5 separate regions of the Mus musculus genome follow, and regions 1, 2, 3 and 4 are each linked to region 5. The links are chromatin contacts, called in public HiChIP or PLAC-seq and promoter capture Hi-C maps. All regions are on one chromosome and are shown on one strand. Each heading gives the region's core, a stretch centred on a gene start, on an enhancer-like site or on the middle of the called end of the contact. The rest is flanking DNA. Distances are from core to core; before and after follow the strand shown.

Region 1 (3,217 bases), core at 437-2,936, 300 kb before region 5:
TTCCTCCTGGTTATGTGCCAGCATGGATCATAGTCCGGCGCATTCCCATTTCCTCCTGGTTATGTGCCAGCATGGATCATAGTCCGGCGCATTCCCATTTCCTCCTGGTTATGTGCCAGCATGGATCATAGTCCGGCGCATTCCCATTTCCTCCTGGTTATCTGCCAGCATGGGTCATAGTCCGGCGCATTCCCATTTCCTCCTGGTTATGTGCCAGCATGGATCATAGTGCGCATTCCCATTTCCTCCTGGTTATGTGCCAGCATGGGTCATAGTCCGGCGCATTCCCATTTCCTCCTGGTTATGTGCCAGCATGGATCATAGTCCGGCGCATTCCCATTTCCTCCTGGTTATGTGCCAGCATGGATCATAGTCCGGCGCATTCCCATTTCCTCCTGGTTATGTGCCAGCATGGATCATAGTCCGGCGCATTCCCATTTCCTCCTGGTTATGTGCCAGCATGGATCATAGTCCGGCGCATTCCCATTTCCTCCTGGTTATGTGCCAGCATGGATCATAGTCCGGCGCATTCCCATTTCCTCCTGGTTATCTGCCAGCATGGATCATAGTCCAGTGCATTCCCATTTCCTCCTGGTTATGTGCCAGCATGGATCATAGTCCGGCGCATTCCCATTTCCTCCTGGTTATGTGCCAGCATGGGTCATAGTCCGGCGCATTCCCATTTCCTCCTGGTTATGTGCCAGCATGGATCATAGTCCGGCGCATTCCCATTTCCTCCTGGTTATGTGCCAGCATGGATCATAGTCCGGCGCATTCCCATTTCCTCCTGGTTATGTGCCAGCATGGATCATAGTCCGGCGCATTCCCATTTCCTCCTGGTTATGTGCCAGCATGGATCATAGTCCGGCGCATTCCCATTTCCTCCTGGTTATGTGCCAGCATGGGTCATAGTCCGGCGCATTCCCATTTCCTCCTGGTTATGTGCCAGCATGGATCATAGTCCGGCGCATTCCCATTTCCTCCTGGTTATCTGCCAGCATGGATCATAGTCTTCTTTCCCGACTGATTGTCGTCTGATCCCAAGACTTTGATGCTCTTAGATGCAGAGGCCATTTCTTTGGACAAGCCAGTGCCTATAGCAGCTAAGTGTTGTTTGCCTATGGGGAATAATGAAGGCAATGTCCTCCGTATATGTCCTAATACTTAGGTACCTCTGAGGATAAAAATAATGCCAGAATTATCATATTTTGGAGATGAAGAAATTGATAGTCATATGATGATTTCTCATTCAGGCAAATCGTGTAATCATTCCATGAAAGTATTATTATTACTAACTAAGTCAGACATTCATATTTTCTAAAATTGTCGATAGAGTACATATATCTACTTGAAAATACAGCTTGAAAGTGGTGTTTGGCCACATGATATGCTCTGAGGAGATTTATACACTGTGCCTGTGAGCAGGCCAAAACCTGAAAAAAAAAAAAAAAAAAGGAAGTAGATAGAGTATGCTTCTAGGATCTTCCTCTGCCAGACTCCTGAGGTATGAAACTAACACATAATTATTCTGTCCCAGTCCAATCTACACTCGAGTGTTTAAACCAGTGAGATAGTAGTTTTGGGTCTGGCCAGGTGCCAGGATGTAATACTTCTGGAGGAGAGGGACCCAGAGGTTTTAGTGGCTCCTGGGTTTGTCATTTCCGGTGAACTACTGTCAAATATGAATCCAAAACAGGAAACAAGCCAGTGCTCTACTCCTTGTAAAAGTCGCCAAACTCTGCTGAACACAGATGGCGTTACGCCAGCTCAGGAGGAGCCAGCCGGCTCTGCTCCCTTCGAAGCGGCTGATGTGCAGGAGTAACTGGGAGGGTCCACAGATGAGGATGAGGAAGCCAGCTTCAAGCAGATGCTTGGGAGCATCAGAAGAAAAGCAAAAGGGAATTGGCTTTTCAGCTGCCCAAGGGATCTGTTGTAGCTAGCTCCCTTGAGGATTATATTGCTTTTCTTCCTCTGTTGCTTGTATAGAACTATGTGTGATTCTAGCTGTAATGTAAATATATAACACTGCACCACTAGAATTGCTCATGTATATGCATTTGTATGTGTGCATTTGTGTGTGAGTGTGTGTGTCTGTTTACACCCACCCACAATGTCTTGATAAAAACACTTACTGTTAGAAAAAAAATGTACTACCTATTCAGCTGTCTCACTCTGGAGGCAATATACCATGGCGGCAGTACCCTTAAGACAATATATGTGCTGAGCTGGTAAATTTCAGGGTTTCAACTGAATCCAAAGAAAGAAATGGTTCATTTATATATAGCTTGGATATTTAGTTTATAAACAACATCAAATGCCACCCTTCTTAGGGATTTACATCTTTGCAAAAAAGGTTTTGGCCCTGGCTTGCACCCAATGCTTGCAGCCCACATATTTAGTTTTTGGTTTTTTTTTTTCAGTCATAGCTCCACAGTAAACAAATGAAAGCAGTGTCATCATGTTGTGAGACAAACAGGAAGGATGCATATTCAAACTGCTCCCTGGAGACATTGAGCACATGAATGCTAAGAAGGAAAAACTATCAAACTAACACAACATTGTCAAACCTGTGGTGTTTGACAGTGCTTTTTAAATTGTCACTTGCCTGTGTCTTCCTGTCAACACACCACATCCTGGGATAGATATAGTACAGCACTTGACATATGAAAGGTGATCGATCATTTGTTACAAACACTAAATACTAGTGTTTGGAGAAAATGCAGTGTCAAATGAGAAAAGACAGGCTCGTAGAAGATGAGAAACTTGCTCTATTTTTGATGGCAGAGTAGTGGAGACTAGCCTTGAGTCTTAGCTGCGTCTGGACATGTGATTGATCCTTCTATAAATTACAGCCTAGAGCAAAGACTCCAGCTTTACTGAGCCTACCTTTGACTAACCAAAAGCCAATCACTTAAACTGCCTAATTCACTCTGGGCACATCAACTTCTCAAAGAAATAGGTGATTTCCTTTTATCGTGTGACCACCCTCTCTGTGGATGTTGGTGAAGGGGGAGCCCTAGCATATGTTTTCTGCATCATGGCCAACAAGCAGAGGAAGCTACTCAGAGGGAGACAAACCCATCTCAACTCTTAAGGAGGGAGCTTCTTTTCTTTAGAGGGGAGTCACCAATCCTGAGAATTTCTGCTTGTATCAGTTGAACCTAAGCTGTAGCTGCAGCCACCCCCTCCTGTCTGATACTGTAGGATGACGGATGAA
Region 2 (3,463 bases), core at 448-2,947, 260 kb before region 5:
GCTGATAGTTAACAGTATATAGCACAATGCACTTAGTGGATTATTGTAAAACTGAATTCAACCTATTTAGATGAAAAAAAAAAAAAAGACAGTTAAGACACTCAAGAGGAATTAAATAGGCCAGGTAAAAGAGACACAAGCATTGGTGGCAAGTTTGCAGACAGCTATGAGATAACTTGCTGCTATATCTTGCAAAACCAAAATATATCTATCTCATAGAAGCTTTTTCTGGCACTAAATTCACCTGGAAATTTACTGTGAAAATCCATATTCAAGGATGTTGAAACAATGTAACAGACAGTGTAGCTGGGTGATTGCTATAGCTGATAAGGAAGCAGGCTTGAGTTCTACTAGTAGACCGTGCTTCTCATCCTCTCTCTCTGTGACTGTACAATGTTGTAGCATAGCACTTAGAGCCCATTAACCTAAACTATTGAATTAGTAGCTTTCATTCACCATTAGAGGGATCTTTGAAACCAATAGGAGATAGTAGTCCTTACATATTTTTATTCAACCTCTACCTCTGGCAAAAACTTAGAAATTATCAATCACCACAGAGCATTTAAAAACGATTTAGCTAGACCTTAGAGTATGCCCATATTTGAGTTTCACTGTACCTAGATTTTAATGTTTTATTTTTCTGTCTAACAGATTATCTTTGATCCCGTTTTCATAGGATTTTCCTTTGTCAATATCTTCACATCCCCTATTCAGTTTAAACTTCCCCATAGTTCTTACTATGAACCCATGTGTCCAATGAGAATCCTGGGCTTAGAAGGAGGTCTTTTAGAACATACTTGACCATATAGGTTAGCATGGAGCCCCCGTGTCACATCATGTGAGCTTCAGTCCTGTGTGGAGGCTGCAGATACAAGAGCCCATGCAGGCAAGTTACTCTAAGTACTGAAACATCTTAAAGAACTGTCTCCTATCATACACGCAGCAAATAAAGCAGGAGTTGCTGAAGTCCCAACTCAGAGTGGCCTCACTACAAGACATGTCTCGCCAACTCTTGGTGAATGCTGAAGGTTCAGATTGTCTAGAAGCCAAAGAAAAGGTCCATGTGATTGGAAACCGGCTCAAACTTCTCCTGAAGGAGGTCAGCCATCATATCAAGGATCTTGAGAAGTTACTAGACATGTCAAGCAGTCAGCAGGTAAGCCCTCACACACTGTGTGTGGCATCACATCGCCGACAGCAGCCTGAAGCACTGTGTCTCCACCCATCATAGAAAGGCTCGGACGTGCCACTTGTCAGACCCAGAGTGGCCACTCTCTGTCACCGCTCTTTCAAGAGCTGTCTCAGAATACAAAAGCAGACTCGTAACTTTTATAACAGGACGGTGCTTTTGATTCTGTGAAATCCAAGAGACCTCTTCAGCCTGTTACCTCCAACCCTGTTGCTGTGACTACTGTGGCATTTAATTTCAACTGTTTATTTAAGAAATGACATGTTTTCCCATATACAACTGTGACAGACCAGAGCAGCCATTGTGTGTGAGTTTCGTGTTAAACACTGAGGAGAGTGTCTACTCTTCCTTTTGAATCTATCCATTCAGTCATGCATCCATTCACTGAAATGGACCGCTTCGTGTTTGTTTTGGCCCATTTTTCCACTTAAATAAACTCTACAATGGTCACATTGTTAGTTTTGAGACGTGTGCCTATAGATACAGTGGTACTTAGTCAGACTTCAGACATTCAGTTGTGAAATCTTTTCACAAGCACGAAACTGCTCATTCATCTGGAAGTATTCAAAGCACAGCCTCCCCAGAGTCACAACAGAATAGAAGCAACACGGTTTTTCTGACCTTACAAAGCAGACTCCTAGATAGCTCTCACTTGCTTCGAACATAAATGCACTGGACTCTGTCTGTCCTGAGTGACCTGTACTTATAAAGAGGATTTCCCTCACCATGCTACTCCCGCCTCAGCAAGCCAGTAATCAGCCCGATCTACCCAAGTCACAAAGAGATAACAAAGCCACAAAAATAAACACTAGCTATGGTTTCCAGAAGTCCCAAGCTTATACCAAGAAATCCCTGGTAAGCTAGGAGAACTCGGTTTCAGTCTTGTCATCTGAATCAGGTTTGCCTGCGGAGTGCCTGACCTTCATCATGGAGATGTAGATGAAGATGAAGAGGGCTGAGGTGGGAACTGAGTCCCTGGGTACTCTGGGATGTGGAGTTGTTGAATGTGACCTTTTTTCTTGCAGGATTTGTCATCATGGTCTTCTGCAGATGAGCTGGACACCTCAGGATCTGTGAGTCCCACATCCGGAAGAAGTACCCCAAACAGACAGAAATCGGTAACTTTCTGTTGGCTCTTTCCAGTTGGTCCATGGGTGGGAAGTGTGAGATATGACAGGCTTTGTGTCTACAGAATCCACAGGCTCAAAACTCGAGTCCCCAAACAGGAAAGGACAGTTACCTATGTAAATTTATTCCTCCAGCCTTGTAGCATATTCACAGCAATAAAACAGAGTGATTTTGTTTTTGTTTTTCCTTTTAATGAGCTCAACGTGTGGCTAATGTACAAGAAGAATATTTTTTCTTGATCAAATGGTCATTTCTAGAAATGGTTCTCATGTGTACCCTTGGTGGCCCCCTTTTTCAAATTACCACCAGCATGCCCACTAAAAAGGTGGGTTGTCATGCCCAGAAGTGCCACATACAGTAGAGGCGAATCGTGAGCATCTTGTGAGTCACTGAATTGATAGGACCGATGAAGTCGCATTGACTCTCAAGAGAAAGAGCTTCTGAGTCATAACACCCAAGGACTTCTGGGTAGTAACCCCAAAAGGGCACCCACTCAAACCAACACCATACCCAGCCCGCGGTGGAAACCGCCTCACCAGAGCACACAGAGGATAGACAGCAAAGTTGTCCCCGGTCCCCTCTAGACCTCGGTTCTCTGTGTATAGGAGCTTGTTTTTATTTTTGTTTGATTTTCTTTTTGGTCCGGCTTTATAAGTATATTCATTCCATTTCCCCTTAGAGTATAGAAGTAATAATTTCCTTTGTATTTTGTCATATATACTTACGTTCTATGCTGATACATGTGTTATCCTTACTAGACTTTCATTTGTGTTTTTACCAACATTCACTAGTTTCCTACAGACCCTGGTCTAAGAATGTGAAGGAACACTGGATTTTCTACTCAAAATTTAGCCTTGATTTATCTTCAGGATGTGACATGTTGAGCTTCAGCTCAGTTTCCTTAAAATTCTTACTATGGACTCTGGTCCCTCTAAGTTTCCAGAAGGCAAAAGCCTATGTGAATTATTTCTGAAGTATATAGAATAATGAAGTAAACTTCATGTTTAGAATCTCTAAGTGCACAGAGTGTCTTATAACACAGAGTCATCTGTGCTTTAGCCTGGAGTGGCAGAGGCTGTGCCCACTGTGGGTGCACACTACAATCATACCTCATGTTATATTAATGGCTGATACTATAAATATGAG
Region 3 (3,288 bases), core at 675-3,174, 340 kb before region 5:
TTAATGTGTAAATATTTCTTTAAATCTTAAGTACTTATGCAATTACTAGGAACCATTAAAACTCACCTTGCACATAGTAAATTCAACACCACATATTCCTTGAATATTTTGATTTGCAAGCAATTAGATATTGGTACGCAGTACTGTATTTTCATAGCCTACTTCTCCTCTGCTGAAAACTGAAGCTATCATTTAAACAATATTTCCAGGGAAACATGGAGCAGAAACACGAGACAGGGTCTTTCCATGCAGCTCAGTGTAACGTAGAACTCATAATGCCACTGCCTCAGCTACTCTAGTGTTGGGATTATGGGTATGTGATACTTCAGCTGGCCCTTGGGGACATCTGTCCTCTAGTCTCCTTGCTTGTGCTAGGTAGAGGACTTCACCAGCTTGTCTAATAAATCCTCTTTGCTTTAAGCAACTTCAGAAGTATACAGTGCAATATTATAAATCATAGCCAACTTTCTGTGCATGATGATCATGACGGTGATCTTCCACCTAGCTGAAACTGGTCTCCATGGGTCCACATCTCTCCTTTTCATAACTATCTCTCTCCCAGTATTGTACTCTATGAGTTTTCACAGTTGTAGACAAGTGGTTCTCAACCTGTGAGTCATGACTCCTGACAGGGTCAAACAACCCTTTCACAAGGGTTGTGTAAGACCATCAGAAAACACATATTTACATTAAGTTTCATAATTGTAGCAAAAATTATACTTATGAAATAGCAATGAAAATAATTTTATGGTTGGGGGTCACCACAACATAAGGAACTATATTAAAGGGTCTCAGCATTAGGAAGGATGAGAAGTGGGCTAGACAAAAGTTATTAAATATGTGAGGTGATGGTCTGTTAATTAGATTAACTTAACCATCCTACAATATAAACAGATATGAATGTTTTTGAACACTTATTCAATTGTCCTATGGATATGTACAGTTACTTTCTGTGAGTTTTTTTTTTTTTTTTTAATGTAGACCTGGAAAATTCTTTGCATGAGGTAGAACTTAGAAGTGGTCCTCAGAAAAGCTGAGATTGGCTGTCTTCTTCATCAGTTACTGGGAGAACCACTCTCCGTGCTACTGACCTGGCACCCTTGTTTTGGCAAAAAGAGCCACAGTGTGGCAGACAGTGCCTGGACCGCTGCTACAGCATCTTCCCTAAGCAAGGACATCCTTCATGGGCTTCTAAAGAAGAGTCCATGTGCAGAAGGGGGCTCAGTTGCTGTGACTCTCCTCTCATGCAGTCACACGAACAGAACTATAAGAAGTTATCTTTTTAACAGCAGTGGAGTAGCACATGCCTGTCCATTTTAAACTTGCTCATTAGTTCCTGTTTGTCACCTGTGGTTCTCTTTCTTTGAGCAGAATCTTCATGATGAACTAGAAAAACAGGAAGGAGGCTTACAGAAATTTGGCTCTATCACCAACCAACTATTGAAGGAGTGTCACCCACCTGTGGCAGAAACCCTCTCCAGTACTCTGCAAGAAGTCAATATGAGGTATGGGACCAGCTACTCTTACAGCATTCTCAGCTGTAGATCTAAAGAGTCTACTCTACTAATGTTTTGGTTGTTTTTCTTTTTATAAACCGAATTTAATGAAAAATAACCACAAAGAAGACATTTAGGAAGGATCAGGACTTCCATAGTCCCAAGGATAGTTTTCATCCCCTTGGAATATGAATGTGACACATTAGCCTTTATTATGTTAAATAGACATGAGTCATTGTTTTGCTATGCCCATGTTCACATGAACCATGATGAAGACAAATAAAATAGTAAGTGATAGCCTTTGGTAAGAGATATGAGTCTGCCCTAAGTGCTCGCTGTTGCTTGCAGATGGAATAACTTACTGGAAGAGATCGCTGAACAGCTGCACTCCAGCAAGGCCCTCCTTCAGCTCTGGCAGAGATACAAGGACTACTCAAAGCAGTGTGCCTCTGCCATCCAGAGACAAGAGGAACAGACCAGTGTACTGTTGAAGGCAGCCACTAACAAGGATATCGCTGATGATGAAGTCACCAAGTGGATTCAGGATTGCAACGTATGTTCAGGGACTTGTTTGGGACTTGCCCAACCCGCTGGCCTTCAGTTTCATTGGTTTTGTAGGGCTAGTAGAGATGCATGTGAGCTTTGGGGCTATCTAAATCTGTGAGACAGTTTATCCCAAATTCATCACCCCATTAACTGAAGAGCCTAGTCTTACAGAGCCCTCCTGCATGTGTTTACAATTTGTGAGTTTCTTTCCCATTGTTTTATTTTTAAAAATGAGTTGCCTTTCCCACTTTTCCCTAGTGGGGTATAAATCTATGAGGGAAATGTAGGCTATCTGTTTGTACTGAAATAGTCACTGTAAGTTGCAACCACATGGGGGAAAAATCATGCCTTTAAAAAAAAAATCAACTGTTAAAGTTATCCACATTATTTAAAAAAAAAAATCATCCACTTAGATTTGTTATCTGCTGCAGTGCATCAGACAATAGCTGCATTCAGGTATTTAACAGCAGAGAGCAGCAGCTTGCTGCCACACATTTTAATAGCTTTTATATGATTCCCCTTTCCTCCATAGTTGCCAATAACCTACTTAGGGCTTTTGAGAAAGGCCTTCTCTTATTCCACCCATTATGGACCTCTTATTGTTTGTCCTTATTTGTCTTTATTTTAATGATCTTTGTTACAAAGATCTGCTTAAAAGCTTTCCCAAATCAGTTTATTAAAGTAGTCAAGTTATAAAACAACCCACATAAACTGAAGATTATACCTTCAGTCTAAATAAAGGTTTCAAGCGGCAGGGTTATTGTTTACAATAAAGATAACCTTCGTTTTGGTTGGCATTTTTTTTGTCTTTATAAGAGCAGTCATTTTCAGTGTTTCAGAACCAAGACACATGTTGTTATCTGTGTCAAGGTTAAAGGTGCCCTTCGTTCTTCTCTGAAAGGAAACTCACTGTTCAGGCACAGCAGGATCCAGCCGCCATCTTGTGCAGATGGAACCCCAATTGCCATCAGGAGCAGAAGTCCTTTGTAATCTGTTACTATTCCATAGGACCCAGAAACAGGGAACCCCCACTGGCTCACAGTTATGGGCATATGGTTGGGTTTCATAAAGTACAGGCTGGAGATGCCACGGAGAGAGAGGTGGAGAAGGTCCTTAGCTCTGTCCACCTGAGCCATCTCTGACCTCCACACCCCACCAGCACCCGAATCCTGGTGTAGCTACAATTAGGTGACCACAGATAGACTATTGCCAAAGACCTCCATAGAAATAAGTAGGAAAGGCGAAC
Region 4 (3,075 bases), core at 119-2,618, 340 kb after region 5:
ACAGGCCTCAGCAGGGAAGGGCACCTGCTACCAAGTACAACCTCCTGAGTTCGATCCCTGGAACCCACATGGTAGAAGGACAAAGGGGACTCCCTACACAAGTCGTCCTCTGACGTCCATTCCTGGGTAATGTCACAGGTGAGTGCCACACTCCCCCAACACATAAAAACTAATTAAATCATTTGAAAATAAAGTATTTGAAATATGAATTTGGAGCCTAGTGGTGTCTCCCTCTATAATGACACAGAGTATAATGGCAGGAGTATTGGGAGTCCCAGGTCATCCTTCACTACATAATTCAATAGCTCCGTGTCAAAAGAAAACCAACCATCCAGCCAGACAAGAAGATTGGCTACTTAGCCAATGCTTATTTCTGCTCTTACTTATAACTTTGCTCTCAGCGTTGTAGCATATTGTAATTCCCCCTTTGTCCACAGGTTTGCCTTCCCAGGGGCACTCAACCAGTTTAAAAACATTGCAAGTGGAAAATTCCAGCAGTCAACGATCTGTAAGTTTTAAATAATTTTAATTAAATTTAAAGTAAACTAACGTCCCACTAATTGTTCCATTTTGCTATTAGCTGTTTTGGTGAATCGATTGTGCCTAACAAATTTCATGAGAAGTGTGTATAGGGGGGAAAACTCTAAAGATGAAAATTGCAAGAACTACTTCTAATGATGTTTATTTTGGGGGCCAGTGAGATGGCTCAGTGGGTAAAGGCACATGATAAATCTGCTGCCCGCGACCGAGTTCTCGTTGAACTCCTGAGAGGTGAAGGAACAAAATCGGCTCCAGAGCTGTCCTCTGACCTCTAACGCGAATAATGGCATGTGCGCGCACACGCAAAATTAGGACGTTTTTAAATATAGAGTTATTAGTTTGACCCATACCATTAATACACACCGCAGTAGGTATGAGTCCTAATTGTTGGCCCCCGCAGCGCCTTTCCTTCTCACTTGTTAGAGACAAGCTTTTTCCTAATGTATCCCACAGTGAGCTCGAACTCACTACGAGCTCAAGCTGGCTTTAACTCGCAGCAATACTCCTGCCCCAGCGTCTCAATTCGGGACAGAAAGGAAGAAGGTACACAGCGGAACTAGCTAGGTCCTGACGCCGGCCAGCACAGCGAGCCGGCTCTCTCCCACCGAGGTGGGACTCGAACTCTCAGCTTGAGGATCCGGCGCTCCCGACCGCCCACAGCTTCCTCACCCAACATGGGTTTTTTCTCCCAAGAGCGCAAGAAAAAAAAAGCGAGACGCACCCCTCGTCCTTAGCGGAAAGAAACGCCGGGGACTCGGCCATCACACCGGCACCACAAGCCACTCAACTGGCGTCGCCCGGGGTTCAACGGCCGCGGTTCCAGAAAGGAAGCGTTGGAGCTTTTTTTTTTTTTTTTTTTTTTTTTAAGCGCTTTTGAACTCAGAAACTTTATTTGGTGGTCTGGCCAGGGTCAGAACATGGGGCGCAAGGGCCTTCCGGCTACGCGAGCGGAAGCCCTGGAGGACCGGAGGCGGTAGCCCGCCGAGCGGAAGGGGGGGGGGGGGGCGCGGAGCGGTCACGTGTTCGGACGGTCACGTGTCCCAGCTTGCCGGCCTGGGGCTTGCAGTGCGCCTGCGCCGCAGCGGGGCGGGGCGGGGTGTGTTTCCGCAGAGGTTCCTGCGGCGGGAGCGTGCGCGTGGGCGTCGCGGTCGTCCTCTCCGCGCACAGGTCAGTGCTTCGCGCTTCCCCAGCCGGAGAAGCTGGTGAGGAGGTGTGGGCTTCGGCCAGGGCCTGGGAATTTAGCCGGGAATCCGAAGCACCTCAAGCCAAACACTCCCGACCCCGCCGAGTTGGAAGCAGGGCATAGTAGTAGCTGCCAAGGTGCATGAAATCACCTTGAACTTAGGAACTGGAAGAAGTGCTCCCAAAGGTCAGCCCCACTTACCCGCTGAATCTAACCTGGATGCAGCCGCTTTTTTCATTGATGGTATTCTGCATCTCATGTACAATATATTTTGGTTATGTCCACCACCACCCCCAGCCCTGCCGTCAAACGCCTAGGCCTACCCATGTCCCACTCCCAACTTAAAACACTAAGTGCAATTAGTGCTATCCTTAGGCACATGGACATATTATGCTTAAGGATAATGCTCAAAAACTGCAGCTCCCTTGTGTTTCATTTTAAAAATTTACTTGACGCCTCTGTGCCCAAGGACACTACTGTCACTGAGCATAGGGGGACAAACACAGAAACCTGCTTTTGAAGAGAGGCAAAAATCTCCTTTATTGCTTTCTGATATCACTGTCGCTAACTAATATATATTATCCCTTATTTGCTCATTTCCAGAGCTAGCATACTGCACACGGTAAGGAGTAGTCATTGCATGAATTAAAAAGCTAAAAATACAAGGTATGTAAGTGGTGCTAAATATGAGGACAAAGTAAAAAATAGCAAGAGAATGGATGAGTGTTGGTTATAAGTATTAATCCTGTCACTCCAGAGGCAGAGGCCAGCCTGGTGTACAAAGCAAGTTCCAGGCCAGTCAAAGAGAGAAATTATAGGTTATCCAGAGAAATCCAGTCTTGAAAATCCAAAGTGGATGTGATGGATGTGTGTTGGTTATATGTATTATACCAAGTCACTGAGGGAGTCAAGTCCTTAGGAGGAGAGCTTGTGGACAGGTGAGTGGAAAGGCCCAGAGGGCCTGGAACAAAGGCATTCTATAGGGAATGCTGCAGTGTTGCAGAAGGCTCAGAAGGGCGTTTTAGGGGCATTGGCTTTTATTGTAAATGTAAAGCCATCATCAAATTTGACTCTGGGAAAGGATAGGATTCTAGTTAAGGTCTCAGAATTTTTGCTGTAGTCCATTGTGAATGACCTGTAGGAGGCTGTAAACAGTGGCAGGGAGCCAGTGTGCCAGTTGCCTTTCATGTGACAAGCTGCCTGAGGAGAAGCAGCTGAAGGGAGGAAGGGTTTGCTGCTCATCTAGAGTCCTGCATGGCAGATTAGGCATGGAGGCGGGAGCAGGCAGGGGCCATGCATTGCTCCACTAGAAAGTCCAGTGGTGAAAGCCGGCAACCCATCCCCATGGTATA
Region 5 (3,153 bases), core at 83-2,582:
TCTCTGTGGCCAAGGACTGACTAACTAGCAGCATACGCCATGGGCTTCTCATAAACTAGCAATGTGCTTGGTGGGTTCAGCTCTGTGTCTCATCTCAATATCACAAACAATGAGCTGGGTTGCTCCAATTACAGAGTCATAACTTGAGACGCCAGGGATCTGACTAACTTGTTCAAGGTCTCTTGGCTGATAGATGGTAGAACCATCATTAAAATGCAGATCTGTCTCATTCGTGGGTCTTTGGGTTTTTCTTTAATTTTTTTTTCTTTTTAGAATACTGCCATGATTGGCTAAGAAGAAAGAACTCAATATTAACTCAGAACACTTAAGCATTAAATTATGCTTATAATAATAATGTAACAGCTAAATAAATCACTTTATCTTTGAAAAGCATTTCAGAATCAGCAATGTAATCATCTCCAGACCAATTCTGAACTCTGTCGTTGCCACCAAACAGGAAAGATAAACCACACGAAAGATTACATTTATCTGTGCGTCAGGACATGTATTTTTTTATTCTAGAAAAACCTCTTCAACATATTCTGTCACAAGTTCCAGATGGAAAGAAAAACTAGAAAGCAAATTTTTGAGGAAATTAAACAAAAACTTTAAGCCCTTTGAAAGAATAACTGTAGCCGTGTGTTTGTAAATAAATTTCCACTCAGATATTAAAATGAATACTTTCTGATTCACAGCCAGTGCAATGAGCCAAACCAAATGAAATAAAATTTGGCTGCCTCAGTGCACACATTCCTAAAAGTCCAGTGAGGACATTCAGTGGGCCCTGATTTGAACTATTTCACAACCACATCTGTACGTAGCAGCATGCACAAAAAGAAAAAAGAGAGAGAGAGAGAGAGAGAGAAAGAAAAAGAAAAAGAAATCCAGGATGCTTAATCATGCATCCCAAATTCTATTTTCACACGAGTTCTTTTTAATTAATTTTACCAGAAGCAACACCCACCTATAAATTGCATTTTGCTTTTATTTTTTAAATGAACCAGAAAGTATTACTAATATCCAATTATATTCCCCAAAGATGTTTTGAAAGAAGGAATTCTAGGAAAGACAACAGCCCTGGAAAGTCTCCTTTTCTTCATAAAAAGTGAAGTCAGAAGAAATTCTCTCTGTCCTTATAAGACCCCAATTGACTGAACATGTTGACGTGATACCTTTGGGTCCAGTCTCTGTAGCCCATCTGCAAAGCCACAGTTGTTTCAAGCACCTGGCACAGAATCAAGCCAACAGCTGCGACAAAGCATGATGGGATCAGTGACCACCACCTCACCACAGTACCCTGGAGACAATGAGTCGCTTTCAACAATGCATCTCCTAGCTCTACACACAAGGAAATGCTAGTGTGCAGTCCAGAATAGGACCTTCTGAAATGGCTCCTCCTGCTCCTATAATATCCAGCACAGGGTTTTGAACACCCTGAGAACATGGTGCCTTGCCCCAAGACCAGATTTTAGAAGGTCTGAAGGACTGGGTAGGGGGATGAACAAAGAAAAAGATGAGTGTTAGATAAGATTGAAACAAAGGAGGAGATGGTGTAACCATCGGGGTGACTAATTCAAAGGCAGGCAGCATTCCCCAAATGTCCTGGCCTTCCTTCTTTGTACTTTTTGCTTCCAGAAAGTTCTCCAAGCTTTCTTACCACATCAACTCCTTTAAAGATAAAACCCTGATGGCCAGAACTGGTAGAAAGAATTTCAAAGTATTCTCTTCCTGAGAGAGAAGGAAGAGAAAATGTTCTTGCAATCTAAGAGACAGGATAAAACCCAGAGACCCTGAGCAGGTTCTGCCACGTGGTCTGGTTCCACACAGTCAAAGATAAGCTTGTGCTCCAGCTCAGGGTCATTTTAATGCTTTAGGGAGAGAGGAAAAGATTGTTGGCTGAGATCAGATTAGTGCAGAGTATGGAGATATGGAGGTCCTTCAAACTGCTGGGACCCTTTAAAAAAAATGGATTCCTGATTTACTAAGTGCTAACTAAGAATTTCACCGATCTTTGAGAGTCTCGCCGAAATTCTATTGTAGGCACAACTCTGCATAGACATTCCAATGAAAAGGAAGGACAGGAAAGTCGGGCATTTAAGATTCCACAAATAGGGACTTCTTTAGCACATCTGTAGCAATGGTGCAGGCATTACTGATTTTCTTCACTTGACTGCGACCTCTTCAAAAATAAGGAGACCGGCTAATCTACTTTTTCAACCTCAACAATTGTGTCTGACTATTGGAGTAAATCAATTTGTCCATTTTTCTTTCTTTAACACTTAGCACAATAGCCTCAAGATTACCCCATGCTCTTGTGGATGGAAAAAAACCCCTCCTTTTTAATAAATAATACTTCAATTCTACAAGTAATTTCAAGAGAGTAAAGAAGAAAAAGAAATAACAGGTGTGGTCAACACGTGCAAAGTTTTTGTTCATCTTGTGGCCACTGGAGAGTTAAAGGATGCATAAAGAAACATGGGTTGATTGGCCTGTGAATTTCAGCCAGGGTGGTGTGCAGAGTCCTCAAGCCTAGAGACAATTTCTGTGAGGTATGTCGTGGTGGCCCAGAAGCCTGGTAAAGAGTAAACGTGATGGTCACCCAGGAAACACAGGCTTGTCGTTGGAACATACCCTCCTGGGCATCCAGACCACCCAAGAAGACTTTTTGAGACTGACAAAAAGTTCATTCTTCATCAAACACCATGTTGTGCTGCTTAACCTTTGCCCTCTATATTTGTTTGATGCGCTTTTTTAACTGATCAGCAAAGAGGCAGTGAACATTTCTCTTTCGGAACAATGCTAGGCCAGCATCAGTAGCTTCCATTTCTTTTCCGGTTCTTTGTCCTCATCCCTCTGCTCTGCCCCCCATGGGCTAAGCAATGAACTTCACCATCAGAACCTTATTAAGCAAGAAGAAGCCACCCACAGAATAGGAGAAAGTGTGGGCTCTTCAGATACTGAAATGCAGGTGGAGCATCTAAGCTGCCCAGGTCCAGTGGGTCACAAAGCCCTCCACTGGGGACAGTATTCACTTACTGCCCTTCCAAGCCTGCCAGTTTGCCCGGTGCTTTAAGATGACCCAGTGCCCATCTTTTGGTTTGTTTGTTTTTTTTTAATCTCCTCACTGTAGAACATAAAGAATCCTTCACTTTT

What was found. Promoter capture Hi-C pulls out the DNA fragments that hold promoters and counts their contacts. HiChIP or PLAC-seq counts read pairs in DNA pulled down with a chosen protein or histone mark.
Region 1: an H3K27ac HiChIP or PLAC-seq map of the NIH/3T3 cell line shows a contact between it and region 5, with 5 times the contacts expected there. The contact joins two enhancer-like sites. A contact is called at or near these places in 1 of 39 promoter capture datasets (the C10 cell line), 2 of 484 Hi-C or Micro-C datasets (adipose-derived mesenchymal stem cells and muscle stem cells) and 4 of 115 datasets of contacts at active chromatin or transcription factors (the NIH/3T3 cell line, embryonic fibroblasts, fibro-adipogenic progenitors and 1 more).
Region 2: an H3K27ac HiChIP or PLAC-seq map of the NIH/3T3 cell line shows a contact between it and region 5, with 3 times the contacts expected there. The contact joins two enhancer-like sites. A contact is called at or near these places in 3 of 39 promoter capture datasets (cranial neural crest, frontonasal cranial neural crest and liver), 1 of 15 datasets of contacts at CTCF or cohesin (the NIH/3T3 cell line), 1 of 484 Hi-C or Micro-C datasets (nephron progenitors) and 2 of 115 datasets of contacts at active chromatin or transcription factors (the NIH/3T3 cell line and astrocytes).
Region 3: a promoter capture Hi-C map of the 3T3-L1 cell line shows a contact between it and region 5, with 2.8 times the contacts expected there. The contact joins two enhancer-like sites. A contact is called at or near these places in 4 of 39 promoter capture datasets (the 3T3-L1 cell line, cranial neural crest, frontonasal cranial neural crest and 1 more).
Region 4: a promoter capture Hi-C map of pre-B cells shows a contact between it and region 5. The contact joins the promoter of Armt1 here to the enhancer-like site in region 5. A contact is called at or near these places in 4 of 39 promoter capture datasets (the C10 cell line, the HPC-7 cell line, hematopoietic stem and progenitor cells and 1 more), 1 of 484 Hi-C or Micro-C datasets (pre-B cells) and 1 of 115 datasets of contacts at active chromatin or transcription factors (large pre-B cells).

What each region holds. Positions count from the first base shown.
Region 1 is chr10:5,078,565-5,081,781 of GRCm38.p6, reverse strand. All of the region lies in intron 127 of Syne1 (spectrin repeat containing, nuclear envelope 1), which reads left to right. Among named protein-coding and RNA genes, the nearest start is that of Gm51757, 250 kb to the left of the region's middle. Within about 2 kb of position 1,686, at least 70 of the 459 cell types and tissues checked have an H3K27ac peak or open chromatin away from gene starts, as enhancers often do.
Region 2 is chr10:5,030,610-5,034,072 of GRCm38.p6, reverse strand. Syne1 (spectrin repeat containing, nuclear envelope 1) reads left to right here. Exons shown (of 146, transcript NM_001347711.1): 143 at 944-1,156; 144 at 2,215-2,307. Among named protein-coding and RNA genes, the nearest start is that of Gm51757, 290 kb to the left of the region's middle. Within about 2 kb of position 1,697, at least 9 of the 459 cell types and tissues checked have an H3K27ac peak or open chromatin away from gene starts, as enhancers often do. A contact at or near this core is called in the NIH/3T3 cell line, where this site is marked.
Region 3 is chr10:5,109,592-5,112,879 of GRCm38.p6, reverse strand. It overlaps Syne1 (spectrin repeat containing, nuclear envelope 1), which reads left to right. Exons shown (of 146, transcript NM_001347711.1): 117 at 1,372-1,505; 118 at 1,845-2,049. Among named protein-coding and RNA genes, the nearest start is that of Gm51757, 220 kb to the left of the region's middle. Within about 2 kb of position 1,924, at least 31 of the 459 cell types and tissues checked have an H3K27ac peak or open chromatin away from gene starts, as enhancers often do.
Region 4 is chr10:4,430,898-4,433,972 of GRCm38.p6, reverse strand. It overlaps Armt1 (acidic residue methyltransferase 1), which reads right to left and starts at 1,368. Exons shown (of 5, transcript NM_024261.2): 1 at 1,262-1,368. The coding sequence starts at 1,302. Rmnd1 (required for meiotic nuclear division 1 homolog) reads left to right here and starts at 1,585. Exons shown (of 13, transcript NM_025343.6): 1 at 1,585-1,707.
Region 5 is chr10:4,773,835-4,776,987 of GRCm38.p6, reverse strand. The region is part of intron 3 of Esr1 (estrogen receptor 1 (alpha)); the gene reads right to left. Among named protein-coding and RNA genes, the nearest start is that of Esr1, 65 kb to the right of the region's middle. Within about 2 kb of position 1,332, at least 51 of the 459 cell types and tissues checked have an H3K27ac peak or open chromatin away from gene starts, as enhancers often do. A contact at or near this core is called in the NIH/3T3 cell line and pre-B cells, where this site is marked.